Regions from separate parts of the Danio rerio genome. Here region 2 is linked to region 1. The links are chromatin contacts, called in public Micro-C maps. All regions are on one chromosome and are shown on one strand. The core of a region is the stretch at or near the end of the contact, and the rest is flanking DNA. Distances in the headings are between cores, read along the strand shown.

Region 1 (5,684 bases), core at 1,534-4,033:
ATTAATTAATTAAAAAAAGTAACCCAGCTGTTGGGTCTCTATTACACCCAGAATTAGTTTGAAATAACCCAGCATTTTTAGAGTTGTATATATTTTCAGCCTGATCTTACAAGGAAAGTTGAAAGGCAAAATCAGTTAAATTCATATGAGTTGAGTTGTACAAACATGTAAGATTTTTAAAAGGAGGTGTGGCACCAAACCCCACCCCTAAACCCAACCGACATTGGAAGATGATCAAATCGTACTAAAATGTGTGATTGAGATTGTATGAAATCATACGCATTAGCCAATAAATCAAAACATTATGAATTGTCTTGAGATATCGTAAAGAGACAGTAAATTGTTTAATTAGATTAATGTATTAATGTAAAACTGTATTCTGTGTTGACTTCGCTTTCAGGTTCACTTTTGCTAAACACAGTTTGAGTGCACTGCCAGAATTTCCGTATTTCTTTTCTAAGTTTTTGTTTATGTTTGGCTAATTTACATTCACCATTCTGATGCAAATGGTGGGCTTAAAAGTGGTCTACTCTTATTGACTAGTTAGAAATTTTGTCAATATTTTGATAAGTGTGCTTTTGTGATTGTATGTAATCTGGTTAATGCCTGAACAATTGTATGCAATTGTTAGTTCACAGCAATAACTTTTTATTTTTATAACTTTGGATTTTTTATGATTCCTTAAAGTAATTTAACAAATGTTTTAAAATGATTATCATGAACTTTTCTTTTTACTTTATTCGTAGAAATTTTTACATGATACCAACTAGAACAAGCACCAAAACACTAGCATCCAATACAGCAATTATACAGCACCATTAAAGGAATCTCAGCCAGACTAATGGAATGAGAAACAAAATAGAATGACATGTAAAAAGGAAGAAGCAAAAAAACATTACAGGAAAAAAAAAAAAAAAAAATATATATATATATATATATATATATATATATATATATATATATATATATATATATATATATATATATATATATATATATATACATCTGAGGAGGAGCAGGGGCGGGGGCATATTTTAGCGTACATCTTCTGTTTGCCAAATCTAGAGAAATAGAAATGTTACCTTTCCAGCTTGAGGACAGAAACCATTTCAGTTAACCATTTAAAAAACTTGGAGGTGTTGTGGATTTCCACTCCATTAGAATCACTCTCTTGGCCAGCACCATGCCAAACACAAAGGAAAGTTGTTGATGTTTTAGTCAAGTTAGAGCCTGGTCTGAACATCCAAATAATGCTAATAGCATGGGCAAACTGTGACATCACCTTGTAGGCTAATCATCTGCAAGCAAAAAACTGGTTCTCTCAAAAAAATCCCTATAGGATTTTCCCATAGGCTTTTTGAAGATTGGAAATAATAAGCTCTGTGTTCAAACACAGTTCATTACACTTACACGTTGTGTCCAACCACATAATCCTCACATGAAATTACAACTTTGAGCACTTCTTTGTCTTAAATGCAAAAGCAAGAATTGAAAAGCTGACATTAGGCTATAAATGAACTATAGTGCCTTCGCAGCGCTTGCTTGTGACTTCAGCACCACCCTGCTACAGACAACTTTACAAGCTTTTTTTTTTTTTTAAATATGGTCCATGTCAAACATTTACTCTCTCTGTTTATATATTGTTTATATCTTTATGTATATATCTCTATGAAATTAGTTATATCTGTTTATATCTTTATGTTTATATATTATAATATAATATAATATATATTATAAGCAAATAATTACGCAAAAACACATAGACCTAGGTGCATTTTGGATCGCTTTTTATGTATGCGTTTTTTTACACATTTATTTACAAGTTTGCATTATTGAGAACAGGAAATGACAGGCTGCACTGTTGAGTAGTATCTTCATAATGTCGTTTAATTAAAATATAGGATCAACAAATTAATCTGTCTTGACGGTCTTTACAAGTCAAGGCATTATCTACACACAATATAAATCCAAACCAGATCAGCTCGATGATGTATAATGTCTCCGACACCGCCTGTAGTCCCATTTAGCAACTTGATAGCAACCGTCTTTTTAAAGAAGCATAACCGATTTTGAAAAAATCAAGAGCGAGATGTAACTGATGTGTTTTATTTCGTAGAATAAAGCATGAAAGTATCTTGAGTTTGTGTTAGACACAAACCTTATTTAAGCGATTTAACTAAAATCGACTTGACTTTAGGACCAAGGAAACCGTAACTGCTAAATTCTAACTCGTTTCTGGGTTTTTGCATACAAATTGATGTCATAGTTCCTCCACTCTATTCCACATCAATGTTGAACATTTTGTTTCTTTTTTCATTGGCAATTTAGTACAAAGACAATAATAATTTGAATGTTTCTCAAATATAGCTGACCACCAATTGTTAATATATTTGTTAAAATTAGTGTCACATCTGTAATCATACAATCTAATAAAAGCTTTTTTCTCAGTTCGACATCTTCAGATTTAAAAAAAAAAATTATAATGAAAAACAATATGTTAAGACAAGACTTTCATGTTCTCTTCCAGTCCTCAACATTCACTGCACCTAGGAGTCTTACGCTTGATTTTTCACCATGAATCAATGTCTTCGTTTAATGCGACTAAATTTATACTTCAAAAAAAGGATTGCTCATCTTTTTCTTCTCTGTGACGTGAAGCATGACGTACTTGAGTGGGCAAGATAGAGGTGTTGCATAAAGGAACAAATTTGAATCACAGCGCCTTTCATTGTTTAGGTGTCAAGGATATCAAATTGCGGCATGTTGCGACACCCCCTTCCCCCATCCTGTAAGACAGAGGCAGGCGGCCAAATCAACCAGACTGATACTCAGCAGTCCCACCGCCTGCCTCCAACACCTCCTGGCCAGAGAGCTGCTATTCTGAGGAGCCGTCAGTCAAACACAAGTGCTTCTGTCCATCGCTGAGGAATGAGGAAAAGATAGACGGGGGAAATGCCAGAGAGAAAGACTGGCTGAGAAAGGAGGGTTGCGGAGAGTAAGAGGCAGAATGATGAAAGGAAATGACAGTGGACACCAAAAAAATACTTCGGTTTTTATTGAATACTGTTGCAACACAGCCTGCAAATGCACACTGGATGAAGAGTCATACTTGTACAGCGTTTTTTTTTTTTTTATTTTCCTTCACAAACTGTAATTGTTAAGAATTGCTTTGGGCTTGTTTAGCACATGAGCACATACTTTGAGTCATCAGTGTCCTGGGACATCTTTTAATACTGTTTGCCTATTTCCAGCTTTTTTGAGAATTAAATATCAGCAAATTATTTAATAAATTAATAAAGAAGGATGGTTCTCTTTTTTTCTTTTACATTATATATTAATGTAATAGTGATTTTTAGAGCAAGAAAAAAATAAACATTTGGCACTGTTTTCACAAAAAACCTGAAGGTTAAAAGTAGCTCATAAATTGACAATGTTGGTCAGGGTGTCTGCGGGGTCACAAGATTTAAGAAACCCTTGAGTACTTTTTTTTTTTTGAGATTTTAACAGATTTGTGTGTGTTGAGCATCATTGAAGACAGTGTTAACACCTGTCAGCTTTAATTGTGGGGAAAACAGGATAATTTTGAGCTTTTGTCAGCTTCTGGGTTTAAAATCATTTTTGAAGTGGGATCAAAATCTGTGACTTAGCGCGAATCTGCCTGTCCAGTGATGTTGTGTTTGGTTTCTCGTTATTATTCATTGCTGAGTTTTCTTATCTTATATGAAGACCCTTCTTCTTAATTATTCACGACATTATGTGCTGTCCGAAGGAAGGCAGACCTGTCAAGCTGTGAGAGCCAATGACTGGGTGAGACCGCATCCATGGACTCTGCGCACGGCACATAGTATTTAGCTGTTATTGAAGGGTCGTATGTGGTTTTCCATGATCCACTGGAGGGGGGATTTGTTGCATGTTTTTCCCCGCGATACTGTCAGGGCCGATACAGCAAAATTGTTGGTTTTCAGCAAGCATTTTTGTTGGGAGAGATGTACGAGAATTGGAGAATGGCGGGCTTTGTCTTTTATCAGTTGAGTTTGTTACCATTCAGACACATTGCCTTTATGCGAACTGCTGTGTTTGCCTATGTTTAAAATCCTCCAGATTACCGGTAGGGCTAATGGTTGAAATAGACAGGGCAAGGTGTTTATATAAACACAAATATCTTTATAATAATATAACAAATTGTTGTTATGTGCATATGAAATTACGAATAACATGTGTAGCAGGGAATTGAATTGCTGTTTATTCCTTTGCATTTTAACTATGTAAACTCTAAAATCATGGGTCTCCCCACGGTTTGTGTCTCATTTTGTGAGCCATCTGACAGTAGTTCTCTCCCCTCTTTTTCCCCTGCTCTTCATGCCACACTTACTCCTCCTCCTGCTCACAGAGCTCCACGCCCAACTCGAAGCATTTTTTGAAAATGTTCTGAGGTAGACTTGAACTGAAAGAGGCGAGTTTCATGGCCCACTTAAAAAGTCTTAAATTCACTGAAATATTGTGTTGTAGGTCTTAAATAATTTATAACAGGTTTTAGTTTCACTACGCCCAAGTAAAGCTACTCAATCTGGCCAAAACTCAATCACCTATAATCCATCTCAAAACTTCTTTTAAATTTTTTTAAAAGTTTTTTTATTGCAAAGAGTTCACAACAGCTGTTAGACATTTTTACAGCAATTTCTCCAAATTAAATTTCCTAATCAGGGAAAATAAAACTAAAGCAACACACACTTTTACATGATCTTCCACTACTTACGGCCCAATAGAAGAAATCCTTAGTGTTTAGACATTTAGTTTATGTCTAAAATTTCATTGACAATGGTCTTAAAAGGGTCTTCTTAAATTAAATTTGAAAAAATCTGCTGAAAGCCTGTAGGTATTCTTCCTCTACAATTACTCTTTGTCTGGTCAGAAATATGTTAGAGCACCTAAACCCACATCTAACCCTAAGCCTACCCACTTCTCATAATCAGCAGGCAAATAAATGTAGATATGTGCATTTCTTGCAAAAACTGACCATAAAAAGCAGCACAAAAAGAGTAGTGTTGCATTCCAAGTCCTTAGAAGCCAAACAATGTCTTTATGCAACAAACAGAGGGATTTGTGAGGTTTTAATAGCTGAAAAAGATCTGGCTTTTGCTAGCGGATATCAAATTCAAACAGAAACTCTCAGACTAGCATGATGCAGTTGGCTATGAGACACAGAGGGGAGCAATAGCATTGGATGTGATCTGTCAAAAGACACACAGGGTGCAAATAGAATTTGACGACCAAAACTGACAAAAATGCGCTTTTTTCGGCTCTGGGATTTGAGTTGCAGATGGAGGCGCTGATGCCATCGACTCCTCTCAGAAATATGTCATTCTTCCTCAGAAGACTTGAAATATTTATATTTTCGGAATAAATTGCGACTGTACCTGCCTGTACCTGTGTTTTTTGCTGACAAATGGTTGAGATTAGGGCTAAGAGCTGGGTTAACTGCTAATAGTGTAATGGTAAAAAAAAAAATGTTTTGATCGTCAGGACTGGGATTGTGTTTTTTACAAAAGATATCGCATACAATATACAAAAAATACAATTGGTTAAAAGTCATGTTGAGGAACATAAAAAATGCCTATTGAAATACATTAGTTAATGGCCATGTTGAGGAACACAAGAAGAAAAAAAGAGAACATTTGTGTCTG
Region 2 (5,803 bases), core at 245-2,744, 51 kb after region 1:
CCCTGGAGCAGTGATAGGAATACTATGTGTCCAAAAATATAAGTCATTACAGGAAAATTATAAACAATTTAAATATAAATTAAATAAAATTAGGGCTTTCCCAGTGATGGGTTGCAGGTGGAAGGGCATTCGCTGCGTAAAACATATGCTGGATAAGTTGGCAGTTCATTCCACTGTGGCGACCCCTGATTAATAAGGGATTAAACTGAAAAGAAAATGAATGTAAGAATGAATAATAGTAATAATACTATCATTACTTATTTATTAAAGTTCTTTGAAATAATTAAGCTAGTTTGACCTACATCTTTTTTCTTTTTGTGCATTAGTAATATACAAATACAGCAAAAACAGGTAACCAACAAAATTTCCAAGAAAAATTTAAATTAAAATAAAAAACACAAAACAAACAAACAAAAAAACAAAACAAATGGAAGACCTTCATAAGACGCTAAAAACAGATTCATTATAGCTTACAATAGACAGAGCTTTTAAATTTTTATTTTACAGTTTTAAGAGACTTCATTAACAGAATTAGTTTGTTGACAAAAACCTTGTATAAAGGAGGGGATTGTGAAAGTCTACATTTGTGGATAAAGAATTTACCATTTAAAATAATAAAACTGTTCATTTTTATCACCCTTTTCAAAATAACAAAAAAAATATTTTGCATTAAATGGTATCTCTTTATTGTAGAATAATCAGAAATCAGTCTTTCCAAAATAACTGCAAACTGACAATCAACAAATAAGTGACATAAGGATTCCTCGCTGTTTTTACAAAATAAACATTCTTTCTAGATGTCTGATTAATATATTAAGTAAAGTGCTAATTACGTGTTTAGGTTTGTCACACATAACAGTCTCCAATTTATAAACACAGCAGCCCCTTTGTACGTCTCCACATTATTTACACATAAACAGTATTCTTTACCCTGCTTCCTTTTTCTCTTTATTCCCTGTGAAATGCGTGTATTGCCTCGGGTCTTTACAGTTAAGGAAAGTGACTGATTTGCATGTAAATGATTCCAACAACACCAGCTATTCGCGTCGCTAATTAAACTAATGTAGAGACGGTGACTTGCTGACATCACGGACGCTCATTAACATTCACAAGCTCGAGTGGGCAGAGCGAACACAAGAGAGTCACACTGAGCGGTTCACTGAGCTTCCACAGCCTGCTATTGACGAGGAGAGGAAGAAGCGCAGGCTGTTCATGGCTTTACTGCTGGATAAACCACGGAGAGTCACGCTGGATCTGCGGGGACCCTGCCGTTTTTATACATGCTTTATCAAAAGTATCAGAGCTTGAGACATGCCTTTCCAGGAACATACCTTTGCGCGGACTAGAATGCTGGCGGCCAGGAGCGCTTGACAAAGACTTGCGGGTTGAATCGTTGCGAGCGCTTGTTTGTGGAGAAGTGAAAGTGCGCCAAATGAACGCTTTTTGCGGTGGAAATGTGTAGCGCGTGCTTTGGTCGATCCACGACGAGCGACACCGCACTCTCCCGTCTTCATTCACGGTAAAAGGTGAGTGTTTGTGGCTCTTTTGTTAGTTTAATCGGGTTTGCGGTTTGAACTCTGCGTGGTGACTTTTTTTTCGTGCGCTGCGTGATGTGGTCGAGGAGGTTTTTCGAGAAAGTTGACCTATGAGCTTGGTTTTATAGCTACATCAAACGCACATACTTTATGTACAGTTTAGTTTATTAGAGAGTAACTTAGTCGTTTTTCGTTGCTTATACTTCTATACATGTTTGATTTGATCTAATAAAAGTGCACAAATGACTGTGAAAGACGCGGGTTTGATACAAGTTTTCACTATAAAACTATCTTGTATCTAGTCATTGCTCGTTGACCTGAAATGTCAATCGGATTAAGTCTTTATTTGGTGTTGTTTAGCTGGATTAACACATAAAAAGACAACGTTTAGAATAATGCCAAGAAGAAAAAGAAAGCCATTGCAGCTGATTTTGGATATAGGCGTTATGTTTATTTTAGCTTTTTTTTTTTTTTTTTACCTCAAGTAGCCCACATTCGCATTGCTTTTGATTCGCATTGCTTATGGATATTGTATAAATACATCATATTTTGTTTTTTATATATATATTTAAGTGGGTTCTTGGGTCATAAATTCACTCATTAAACCGAGTAATCTTCTGCTTCAGAAACTAGAGTCAGGAATTGAATATGATAATGCCATGATGCAATGATCTCTCTGCAGTTTTTAATGAGCTTTCTAATTCTATGAAAATATACATGCCAGTTATAACTATGGTGACAGATAAAAAAAAATCTATAGTAATGAGTAAGGGATACTGTACATTCAGCCGGTTGTTATCGCAGAATAAAGCCGGGCAGGCATATCAGAAGCCCTATGCAAAGCAAGGGTAATAATAGCAATACGATTCATTTTCGTATTTCAACCACAAGTGGACAATAATGCACAAGTGTAAAGAGGATCCAAAACGCCAAACACTGACCTAATTCTTAAACATTGTGGGTTGAAGTTTTCTATCCAAAGAGAATGTGCATTTGGCTGCCTGAAATTGTAAGTGTGAACATGAAAAATGTCAAGGAGGGTTCAAACATTGTTTTGCAGCTATTGTTCTTCATACAATATCCTGTCTTCTCTGTTCAAGCTCATGCTAACTGCACTTAATTTGCTAAAGGAGATTGAAGAGTCTTGATGAAATAAGAAAAGTGGCTAAAAGTGGACAAAGATGGATTTAAACACAACATAATCATGGATTTGTTTTGCTCATCTGATTGTGATCTGACTGACTAAAACACATCTTAATACCAAGTGTTGGTCTTAGATTCATAGTTGTATTTTTTATGCAATAACCTTTAGGATTTCACTGATGTTGTGTAAATGTCTTCAATGGTCAAATCGAAGTACAATTTCATTGTATGAGTTTTGTCAAATCAAACAAAACAGTTGGTTACATAATCAGCTGTCGAGGATGAAATGCAGTTACACAGTGACATGAAAATAACAGATTTTTTTTAACCATTCATCGAAACCAGTTTGCAAAATGGCATGGACTTTCCATTACTGTTGAGAAGCTTCACTCACTTGCTGTCAATGGGAAGTTACTCCAGGCTGAATCCATCTTATTTTACAGCACTATTCCAATTAGATCAATATCTGTTCCTCCTGCATCCCTCACCCGTTTAAAGCAGCCTCCATTAAACTGATTTCTTTTTCCTCAAATAATTGATTTATTCATCCGTCTAACTTCATACAGTAGTAGGTCATCGTTCACCATTCAATTACTTGTATCAGTATTTATATTATGGTAGCTTTTAACATCATGAAAGCTCAGAAATTTGAGTATTGAAGTTTTCCTGTGAATACAGCTGCCCTGTATTCTGTGTTATTGAAGCACAAACTAATTCAGTACCCCAAAACAATGCTTGAATATGAATTCAGTTAGCTGGCTTTTTGAAGAACGCCAATGTGTAATGTGGGAAAAGTATACAGAGTTGCAAATATACAAAAGCTAAGTGAGAATAGATGGTGAATTGGCTTTCAGTAGCACCCAGCTGTGACCAGCTTCTTCACTGTGTGTTGCCCTTTAAAAAAAAAGGTTGTTTAATTCATCCGGAATGATGCCATGGAAAAGCCTGGGAGCCTCATCTGAGACTGGAATTTCGCTAAAGCTACAGACTGTTATTTTAATTTCGAGTAGCATTCTTTTAAAATGGTTTGGTTTTAGTTAGATGTAGGAACCCTGGGTACAGCAGACCTCGTTTCTCACTTTTTTAAATGACAGCTTTATTAAACATGACAATGCCACTGTGTCTAGCCATAGGCTATTGTTAAAAAGAATTAGATGAGATTGTCTGATGATGGCACAGGCCTGGTTTTTAAGGGGATAAGTTTTCCTCGAGCTAACAATAAGTCCACATCTGTTGTTGTCTGAACAATTTAAAAATGCAATGATTAACCCACAATAAGCAATTGTCCGATCAGATCATAAATCACATTTACCCCGTTCCGCTTGGGCGCCTCAGGGGCATAACAACCTTCTGTGTCATCCCTAGATTACATTCCCAGTCTTCCATATTTGCAGTCTTGGACAAAACCTTTCCAAAGGCTCTCAGCGCATGCTTGTAGATCACATTGACCAGGTCTGAGCATGACATTTGTAATAAAATCAGCATGCATAGTTGCAACCCGGCATCCATTTTAATTCAAATCACATTTAGATGATTGGAAGAGCATTATCGATGGAGCGTGCAGTGGTGTTGAGCCTGGAATTTGCAGTCATGTGTGAAGCCTGTCAAAACGTGGAAGGAGTTTTATTCTATCCTTTACTGTGCGGTTGAGAAGGGAATTACGGTGACCTCATTTTAGTCCAGATCATTTATCTGGACCAGACCGGCATCTCCACGGAACTCTTTTTAAAGTCATCCCAGAAAACCCGCCACAGCTTAATAGGTTAATCCTTTTCAGATATGCTGCATGTATTATTGGTTATGATTGGTTAAAGTGTTATGGTTGAAGACTGCACTCACGAGTGAAATCTTTTTTTTTTTTTTTTTTTTTAAATGAGTAGTTTTGCTCTACAGAATGTCTGAGCATTATCGCAGGCAGTGGATAAGTTTCTTAGTAGTGTTTGGTATTCACAGATAAACTGTTGGAGGGTTTTTTGTGTTCCTGTGAGTGTTCAATATTAATGCGAATTGCAAAGTTGCCCCCTTTAAGTAATGCAGGTGAATTGTCCTTGCTCAAGGGTGTAGGAACTGTGGAGAGAGCAGGTGTGTGCCCTATATATAAGTCTTCTCTATATCACCTCATACAGAACCTCCAATCTAATGTCCGAGTCATTCATTTTGATTCCGAGAGATGCTTTTAAACAACTTTCAGTTTGTGCAAGTCTAAAAGCACTTTATCCATTTATAGATTGTTTTTGTTTCTTTCTCTTTAAATATTTATAATGAACTATTGTGTCCTATCCCAGTGTTTTCCAACATGCTCTTGACTTATTTGACTTCACTAATGCCAAGGAATGTCTTCCTTTTGAGTTATATTATCCTGGAGTGTCATTTGGCTGTTAAGATAGAATGAAATTAAAATTGAATATCTTTTTTTGTTCTCTCTCTGAAATTGAATGCATTGTAAACTGAAATCTCTGGTAATTTATGCCAGATTATTCCAATAATCTAACTGCTAGTTTGCATTGAAATATTAATCCATTAAATCCAGAATCTATGGATCTAATGAAGTCCCTGTTCTATTTTTTTCTTTTGAATAATAAACTGATTTGTTTGGAGTTACATTACAAGTTATAAGTTACAAAATGTTTTCCTACTTCTGTTGCAGTGCGACAATTGTTTGTTTGTCCTAAAGTTTTGGTCATTCTGCATCATGGATAAATTTTCCCTGAGAGACCTAACAAAGAATTTGTTAAATAATCAAGTCCAGATGGGATGTTAACACAAAAGTGAATTTGCTTTGCACTTAGTATATGGTTTTGTCAAAGGAAAACCATGCTAAAACAACTGCTGTAAATAAGGACTGCATTATGTAAATTTAGGATTTTTAAAAAAAATTTTATTAGGCAAGAACACATTACAATCATAAAGTAAGAATAAATACATTTACAATATAGAAGATTTTATTTCAGATTAATGCATTCTATTTATCGAAGAATGTATTTAAACCATTTCCATGATGTTTGTGAAACAAACCCAACAGCTTGTCCACCAGCTCATCTTCAGGTGGAGAAATGTGAGTTTGCGAGGGATCCAAAAAAGATGGCTTGCTTGCAAAGCACCGTCGTGCAAGGTGATGTGCCAAA

The links. Hi-C and Micro-C count contacts between places; a contact is called where the count stands out from the background.
Region 2: a Micro-C map of caudal fin shows a contact between it and region 1, with 1.9 times the contacts expected there. The contact joins the promoter of prickle2b here to the enhancer-like site in region 1. A contact is called at or near these places in 2 of 18 Hi-C or Micro-C datasets (caudal fin and an unstated tissue).

Annotation. Positions count from the first base shown.
Region 1 is chr11:21,472,583-21,478,266 of GRCz12tu, forward strand. It overlaps a transcript of prickle2b not described here. Among named protein-coding and RNA genes, the nearest start is that of prickle2b, 51 kb to the right of the region's middle. Within about 2 kb of position 2,784, at least 7 of the 62 cell types and tissues checked have an H3K27ac peak or open chromatin away from gene starts, as enhancers often do.
Region 2 is chr11:21,524,679-21,530,481 of GRCz12tu, forward strand. prickle2b (prickle homolog 2b) reads left to right here and starts at 1,495. Exons shown (of 8, transcript NM_183343.1): 1 at 1,495-1,526.